Regions from separate parts of the Mus musculus genome. Here region 1 is linked to region 2. The links are chromatin contacts, called in public ChIA-PET maps. All regions are on one chromosome and are shown on one strand. Each heading gives the region's core, a stretch centred on a gene start, on an enhancer-like site or on the middle of the called end of the contact. The rest is flanking DNA. Distances are from core to core; before and after follow the strand shown.

What was found. ChIA-PET counts read pairs in DNA pulled down with a chosen protein or histone mark.
Region 1: a contact with region 2 is called in an RNA polymerase II ChIA-PET map of memory CD8 T cells, with 6 read pairs. The contact joins two enhancer-like sites. A contact is called at or near these places in 1 of 115 datasets of contacts at active chromatin or transcription factors (memory CD8 T cells) and 1 of 9 other capture datasets (embryonic stem cells).

Annotation. Positions count from the first base shown.
Region 1 is chr3:52,570,558-52,574,776 of GRCm38.p6, forward strand. No RefSeq gene overlaps it. Among named protein-coding and RNA genes, the nearest start is that of Gm40047, 7.5 kb to the right of the region's middle. Within about 2 kb of position 2,099, at least 48 of the 459 cell types and tissues checked have an H3K27ac peak or open chromatin away from gene starts, as enhancers often do. A contact at or near this core is called in memory CD8 T cells, where this site is marked.
Region 2 is chr3:51,742,789-51,747,362 of GRCm38.p6, forward strand. All of the region lies in intron 2 of Maml3 (mastermind like transcriptional coactivator 3), which reads right to left. Among named protein-coding and RNA genes, the nearest start is that of Gm46803, 37 kb to the left of the region's middle. Within about 2 kb of position 1,628, at least 103 of the 459 cell types and tissues checked have an H3K27ac peak or open chromatin away from gene starts, as enhancers often do. A contact at or near this core is called in memory CD8 T cells, where this site is marked.

The sequences.
Region 1 (4,219 bases), core at 849-3,348, 830 kb after region 2:
ATTCACAGCAGTGGTCTTGAGAGCATCACTGGTCCTCAGCTGTCCCCCCTTCCTGCCAGCCATTGCTTCCGTATACCTCCCACACCTTTCTTTACTGTCAAGGCGACAACCTTTCACCTTTATCCTTCAGAGGGTCCCATTGTCACTCGACTACACAAATCTTCCCCCAATTTATTCCTCCTTCTCCCCTTCTTTATCTTTATTCTTTCTGCTTTTGACTGAGTATTTTTGATCTGTACTTCCTTAGTAAGGATCTTTTTTTTTTTTCATTTACGTTATGCATGAATGCATTCATTTATCCAATCAGCCTTTCAAATTTAGCTTAAGGAATGTTTTAATGAGGAAAATATAAACCCATATACTAAATGGGAAAAGAAGACATATAATTCCTGCTCTCAAACACCTTGAGGAACAGCAAAGGGCTTTTGTACAGTGAGTTCCCTTGAGGTAACAAGGTAACTGGAACGTGGCAAAAGGTCAAGTTTTGGAGCTTTGTATACCTGGATTTCAAATTTTGGCACTACCAGTGTCTAGCCATCTGCTTTGGCGTGAATAACTCCAAACACCAAAATGGTAGTTTGGGTAGTTGTGGTATGTGATAGTTTATCTTGACCATAACCTTGATTGACTTGAGAAGTGCCTGGAAGGTGGTAAAACACACTGCTACCCATCTCTGAGGATTCACAAAGTGGGAGATGACCCAGCTTGGGGATCAGTTACCCCACCTATGGACTAGAAACCTAGGTAGGATAAAATGGGTAGAAGAAGGGAGCCTGGAACCACAGACACTCTTTGTGATTTCTGGGAGCCTTGATATGGATGGCTCTGCTTAACCATCTTCTCCTAGCTGCCCATGAAGGGCTGAAACACCTGGGGCGCTCAGTCCAAGTTCTTCCTTTTCTCTAAGATATTTCTCTCAGGTGTGTGCCACATCTGAGTGATGAAAAGTCTGAAACAGTGTCATAAAGGTAATATTATCTTATTTAATGTCACATGTTCCTGTGTGCTGTGTACTGTCATTAGCCCTACAGATAAGGAAACTGAGGCCCTGAGATAAGAACTCAGATGTTCTTATTGAGAGCATTCCGAGAATCTCTGATTCCACACATAAAGCTACCTTAACTTCTCTGAGAATATAGACTCCGGCTTCCTTAGTATCACAGACTGGAACCTAGTTTTATAAACTCTTCGCAGGGGTTATCACATATTCAACAGATTTCTTGCTCAGCTAGAACGGCACCCTGTCAATTTTCCTGCTCAGGAGATAAGACTGTGTATCTGCAGGATCCATTCTCTCATGTAGACAACGAGGGCATCAACAGATCATAATTACCATCAAGACCGGGTACCCTCTCTGTGCTGTGTGGTTACACATATGAGCTCCTGGTATCTTACAACCCTGTGAAGTAAACATTATCAGTCAAATTATAGACGGGAAGACTGTATAGGTAGATGGTAAGACTTCCTTTAGCTGCTTCTGTGGTAGGTATTATCATTAATCAGTGGAGTAGCTGCAAAATGATAAAGTACATCAGAGAATAGACAGGAGTCCAGGTCTGTTTGATTCCAGGGCTTTATTTTATTTTATTTTTTTTATCATGAACCGTGACAAAAAGTGCGGGCTCAGAGCAGCTTTAGATAAAGAGAGACTAGTTTTTTCCATGGAGTATTTCATCTGATGGATTGTTTCCACTCCAATGAACTACAGCTCCAGTCCCCAATGCTACTCCAACGACACTAGGATTGAGTAGACTGCCACTTTCTGTACAGGGGTTGAATCCAGATGTTTTCTTCAGTGATGATGCCTCCATAACCAGCCAGAGACCTTAGCACAATTGACCACATTGGAGGTGTCATTGTGACCTTAGAGCCTAGCACATAGGCCCCAATTCCTGACTAAACCAGAACAAAGTCCTACCTCATCAAAGACCCAGTCCATAGTTCCAGGGTCTGGAATAGCCCCTTAAATGTACTAAAATTTTTTTTTGACTTCTTCAGTTTTGCTTCTTGCTAACTGTTCTTGTTAACTAAAGTGTGTCATCCAGGATGTGGGTTTAGTGCATAAAAGGCAAAGCATGGTGAAGTTTGGGGCTATACCATTTGGGCAAGTTTCCCACGCAGTTGTCAGCTGGCAATAGTCTTTCTATTCATCGTTAAGACCGTCTATGTGTGCTCTTTGGTGGAATTATCTTGCAACATCCCAGGCCTCCTGCCGGGACTCAGAGCACATTATTTTCTTATGCGGCACTTTTGTGTGACATAAGCAATTTAAAGGAAGAAGAGTTTATTTTGGGTAAGGATGTCAGAAGGTTCAGTCTACCATGGCAGGAACAGCTCACATTAGAGTAGAGAGGAAGTGGAGTGGAGTGGTGCAGGAAGATGTGAGTACAAGAAAAAGTCCTTCTACCTTTTACCACCTCCCCAGTGACTTCGTTCATCATCCAGTTGGTCAATAGAATAACCCATTTATTAGGTCAGAGCTCCCAATAATTTAATTATATTTGGGAGTCTCTCTCTCTCTCTCTCTCTCTCTCTCTCTCTCTCTCTCTCTCTCTCTCTCTCACACACACACACACACACACACACACACACACACACAGATAAGCTTCAATAATTCTGAGGGTGAGTTGTAATCTAATCTAGCTGACAGTCAGAATTAACCACCCCATCTGGCTCACTCCTGAGCCTCAGACAATGTTAGGCAAGCATAAAGAATGAACGGCAGCAGGTCTCGAGGCGTGTTCTGCATACATTTTCTTCTTCAGGATGTTAGCAGATGCTCATCAAGCAGGGAACAGGGTGCCCACTCTCTTACATAATGAGGCTGGACCTCTTTGCTCCTCGGAAATGTTCAATGTCCACTTTCTGCCTTCTGAACAGGAGCCTAGACGTTCTGGGTCTCCAGCCCTGAATATTACTTTGTATTTCCATTCCATTTCTGCTTCACTGTGATGCTTATTTTGGTGTTCTTGAGATGGACTATGTCTTTTCTTATTTATCCTTTGTTGTGAGGCAAGGCCTTGCTATATGTAGCCAAGGCTGGCCTGGAATTCTGGATGCTCCTGCTTCAGTCTTCCCATTGATGTGACTGTCAATGTCTACCACTGTACACTCTCTGTACACACTGTACAATGTCTACCACTCTTTTAAATTTTTCTTGATATATGTTTTACCTCTTATTGATGGGCATGTGTGCGTGGTACAGAGAACCATGCCCAAGTGAGCTCTTTGGACCACGTGTCCTAGGTCAAGTTTTGTACTGCAGAATGTTAGGGAGCTCTGTGTTCTGTGACTATCAAGAGTAGACTAGCCAGTGTCCTGCTTCCCTAATTCCTGAGGCTGAGGGCTCAGCTTGTTTGCTGCTTCTGCTTCTCGGTCTGTGAGACTCCCTTTGGAATGGGTGCCAGCGAGCCTGGAAGTGATGGGGAGGCCCCTTTAGAAGAACTAAAAGTTATTTGGGTTGCGTGGGAGGTGCGACAGCTGCTTTAGGAGGTCCTCACAGCTGAGCGTTCAAGGGATGATAGGTGTTTCTGGAAACAGGGAACGACTTCATTTCTGCTGTGCTAGAGCACTCTGAGGGGCTTGCCAAAAATCTCTTCTAAAAATGTGACTGTTAAGAACTTAATTTTCTTGGGTTGGAGAGATGACTGAGCAGTTAAAAGTATTTGTTGTTCTTCCAGAGGTCCTGAGTCCCTCAGGAAGATTCCATAAGGGTGAGGGTTATCCAGGGGATAGACAAACCTTGACAATAGGGACACTTATAGTAGATGACAAGAAGGAATCTAGACAGAGATAGGTCTTGGCAAAGGATAGAAGGGTTGGCCTTGTATAAGGAGAATTTTTTTTTTTAAAAACTAGACTTGGGATCATGGGTGCTGGTATTAGGAAGACACAACTTTCCATGGCTGTCAGAACACACCTGCCCTCGGGAGTCTGGGATGCATCCAACCTCCGCTGGCTAAGGACTGCAAGAGAGTCTGGCTCAAGTCTCGCCTGGATGTAGAGGTCAAAGACCTCACTCCGGAGAGAGAAAGGATTGCATGCAGGCAAAGAGTAACTCTGGGCTCCCAGCTATGCACATATTGGATAGCCATAAATAGCCTTGATCCGCACTTGAACTTGTCTGCCTAGAACTTGTTCTTCATTCTGTTCTCTACTCAAAAGTCACTTCCCCGTGGACTAGCCTGGGGCTATTCCTTCTTGCCTCTTGATGCCAGAT
Region 2 (4,574 bases), core at 378-2,877:
CCCACAGAACTACACAGGCAAACGAGGGAAGCTGGGCGTGGGAGAGGTGGCCTTCTCAAAGGAAGAGCAGACCAGCCACAGTGGCAAATGGTCAGCGCTGAAAATATACACACAGGCAGCGTTATACAGACCAAACGTGTTATATTTAGAGAATATATATATATCCATATATGCATGCATTAGCGATTAGTGAAAAAGGGGACATGGATTTGAAGCAGAGAGGGGAGGCTTATGGGTGGGTCTAGAGGGAGGAAAGGGAAGGGAGAAATACTGTAATTAAATTATAACCCCAACCTCATTACCCCAAAAAGGAAGAAACTTGAGTCTTGGCCAACAGCTTAGTCTTCCAAAGCTCCAGTTTTGTAGAGATCTGACACATTAGAGGCTCAACTCAATTTCACATTGCTATACATGACAGGCAGGTTCCTTGGCCTCACGAAACCTTCTTTTCCTCACATTAGAGAGGAAAAGATGAAATAGCACAGACTGTGTATCATGCTGTAGACATAGCTATGTAACGCGCACAGGACACCTGGCTACCCGCCTGTGGTGATCTCCATGGGGAATGCTCTCCGTTAGCTTATGCATGTGAATCCTTGGTCCCCGCTGGCCGCACCATTGGGATTTTGCTGCAGGAAGCATGTCACGGGAGTGGCCGCCAGACTGCTCCAGTTTGTTCACCCCGCTTTCTGCTTGCCATACGATGTGTTTGCATATGCGATCTCGGCTTCCTCATCCGGTTGCCATGCACGCTGCTGGCTGCCATGCTCCCCGCCATGCTAGACCCTCATCCCTCTGCCAGAAGTTGCTTTTGGCTGTGGTGTTTTGTCACAGCAACAACAATGTGACTAATACACAGCTGCAGGACAAACAAACAAAACAAAACAAAAAAGGCCTCCAAGTGTATTACCTACCCATCAGGATAAACTGCGGCTCCCATTGTCCTTCTTCATAAAGGACCCAAGAGGCTAGGCTGCGTCTCACTCTTCCTGAAGCTGGGACACCTTTCCTTGTCTTACACCCTGCCCTCCCCGGGACATTTAAAAGGCCCTTGTAGTTCTAGTTTCTTAGAAAGGCTGTGAGCAGTCCTGATTTTGGCGGTAGAGAGCCTACTTTGAATCAAGATAGGAATAGACATTCTGCATGCAACAGTTTACCAAGGCCCCAGTCAGTCAGCCAAGACCTTTCCAGCATGGCCAGAGTCTTCTGAGTCATTCTGGACCCTAATTTCTGTACAGAGCTCAAGGGCAGTCTTTGAGGGTTCTATAAACATTGATGCTTTCCTGACATATAGACTTCTTAGAATGGTCTTACTAGAGCTGCCAACGAAATCGAAAACAATGTTTGTACATTCAGAAATTTCATTAAAAAATTAATTTGTGATCTTTGCTCTTAAAACCCTAGTTAGTGGTCACAATGTTAGCTGTTGTTTTTAAATCTCTCTTTTACATTTAAGATTGTTTCTAAAAAAAAGCAATAAACTTATTTTAAATCTAGGAATACAAGGTAATATTTATTGCCTGTTGAAAGAAATAAATTGTGGACTCTGTCCATGCCATGGGATTTGCTGGCATTACATGTGACTGTTGGTGATGATGACAGCCTGGAACATGGAAGAGGTTCTTTATAAATCAATAACCAGAGTGGGGGGAGGAGGGGGCTGGCACTTTGGTGATTTCATTTCTAGCCACAGCTGGCCAGATTGCTTATTGGAAAATAAAAGTCATGGTAAATTGAGCTTGACGGTAACCAGGCTTGACTGTGTAGACCCAGTTCTCCACTTGCAGCAGTTAGAGTGTGTGGAGGCGGGGAGGTGACAGGAAAAGGAAGCCTGTCTGTCACAGATCCATCTTCCTTATCTTGGAGGGCACAAGTCATCTGCTGTTTGTGTGAGTGCTGCTTTCTGCCAGCTCCTGGGCTCTGTACATTCTTAGCGTCTCTGCATCGCCTCAAGTGCAGCCATTTTGCCTATCCTGTTTCTCAAGAGGGAACAAAAATCCGAGCCCCGCTGTCCACTAAGTTAATCATTTAATCTTAAAAACCCAAGGGCTGGAGAGAAGTCTCAGTGGCTAAAAACATATAATGCTTGGTTGGGGGACCTGCAGTTGGTTCGCAGCACCCATGCCTAGTGACCCCCAAATGTCCTACAGCTCTGGCTCCAGGGGAGCTAGCTAACACTTCTGGCCTCCCCAGACACCTATGGGATGCCCATACCCACCCCCATGTATACATATAATTGAAATTTTCTCTTTGGTCTTAAAAAAAAAAAAAGCTGCTACTGCAGCCACTTTCCAAGTGTTCTTAGCTATATGCGGCTAATGACTTCTGTGTTGGGCTATATGACAACACATCAGTCCTCACTTCCCAGAATGTTCTAACAGACAACTGCAATTCAGAAAACCAAACTGGTACCAAGAAGCCCTTCTTTGTCCCCTGATTCTGAGGTCACGATAACCTTTGTGGTAAAAGTGCTAACTGACTCTGCTAGAATGTGGCCAGTCTCTAGCATCCGGTATCTTCCTAGACCGCAGGGAAACACAAATATTGCCACCCGGGCTGTGGTGCAAACACCCTGAAACCCGAGACAAAGTGTCCACCTTGTATTTCCCTTTAGAAACATTGAGCCATGTGTGTCTTCAACCCAGCAACAAGAGACCAGAGGGTGTTTACCTTGTATGAGCCCCTCCCACTGCTACGCGCAGTTGTAACAAACTTGTTTTTTATCATCTGTATGTGACTACGCAGGTGTTTTGAGGACCAAGAACTACAGAGGCTGTGATAACCTTCCCCTGCTCAGGATAGCCATCAAAGTCTTTGCTTTACCCTTTTAGGATGCTCAGTCTTCCAAACTGTCATTCCAGCCAATGAACTGGCTGGAGTCCCAAGTGCATCGCTCTCTGGATGCTGCTTGTGACAGGTACTACGAATTCCTGTTTTTTTTTTTTTGTTTTTTTTGTTTTTTCTTTTTTTCACTTTTGGGACAAGGTCTTGCTATGTAGCCCAGCCTAGTGTCAACTTGTGATCCTCCTGCCTCATCTTCTTTTTTTAAAAAATTTTTATTAGGTATTTTCCTCATTTACATTTCCAATGCTATCCCAAAAGTCCCCCATACCCACCCCCCACTCCCCTATCCACCCACTCCCACTTTTTGGCCCTGGCGTTCCCCTGTACTGGGGCATATAAAGTTTGCAAGTCTCTCTTTCCAGTGATGTATTAAAAAAGTGATGTATTAAAAGATGGCCGACTAGGCCATCTTTTAATACATATGCAGCTAGAATCAAGAGCTCTGGGGTACTGGTTAGTTCATATTGTTGTTCCACCTACAGGGTTGCAGTTCCCTTTAGTTCCTTGGGTGCTTTCTCTAGTTCCTCCATTGGGGGCCCTGTGATCCATCCAATAGCTGACTGTGAGCATCCACTTCTGTGTTTGCTAGGCCCCAGGATAGTCTCACAAGAGACAGCTATATCTGGGTCCTTTCAGCAAAATCTTGCTAGTGTATGCAATGGTGTCAGCGTTTGGAAGCTGATTATGGGATGGATCCCTGGATATGGCAGTCTCTACATGGTCCATCCTTTCATCTCAGCTCCAAACTTTGTCTCTGTAACTCCTTCCAAGGGTGTTTTGTTCCCACTTCTAAGAAGGCTGCCTCATCTTCTAAAGGGATTAAAGATATGCACCTCCAATCTAGTTTTTAAATTCTTCATTTACTTAACGACCCTCAAGATGTTACACCTCAATAGTAAAAACAAATTATGAGGGGCAGTTGCCGAGGCAACCCCAGAAACATTCTGTGACGTGTAACAATGTAACCACCTTTTCCTATTTGGGCTGGGATCGCAGTTTCGAGAGGCACAGCCTGGTTGCTGATCTTTTAGCGGAAGCACATGAGCAGGAGAGTCTATCTGCTGACCAACAGACACAAAACAGGGGAGCCGTACATTTTGAAAGGCAGGGTCATACTGTTACATTTGGTAAACTTCATACAGTTTAATTTTGGCGAGCCTCAAAATCCCGGTGCTGTGGCTGGACTGGTTTTACGGCAGGCGCTTCCTTTCAATGGTCCCAGAGCGATTTTCTGCACATCATCTGCACTGCACACCCATCATGGCTCTTTTTCTCTCCACTGGCCCCATTTGTTCTCCTGCATTAGGCAGGATTAATTATTGCCCTAATTTCCTAGGTAGGCAAATGGGGGACGAAGCAGCGAGACTCCGGCTTCACACAGTGCATTGAAGTGTGGCTTTACTTTCAGGCCACTGACCACAAACTAAGCCTACTTCCCGGCTGGAACATGGGACACAGGGCACTTGTTTTGACACCAGCTATTCCATTCACGGTGACACTGCCTCTAGATGAAAACTGGGCAAAATCTCTTGACACCTTCAAGACAAGGTGACTGACCAGAATGAAGAGTATACTGTAGGACAGAAATCACTTGGTGACATTTTCTACTGTGTAGGAGGCTCCCTGTCTCTTTTAATGGGCTGAGAATATGATCGCCAGCTTGGTACATGTTATCTGTTGAATGTGGAATATACTCCACAGGCTCTTGCATTTGAGCCTTAGCCTCCGGT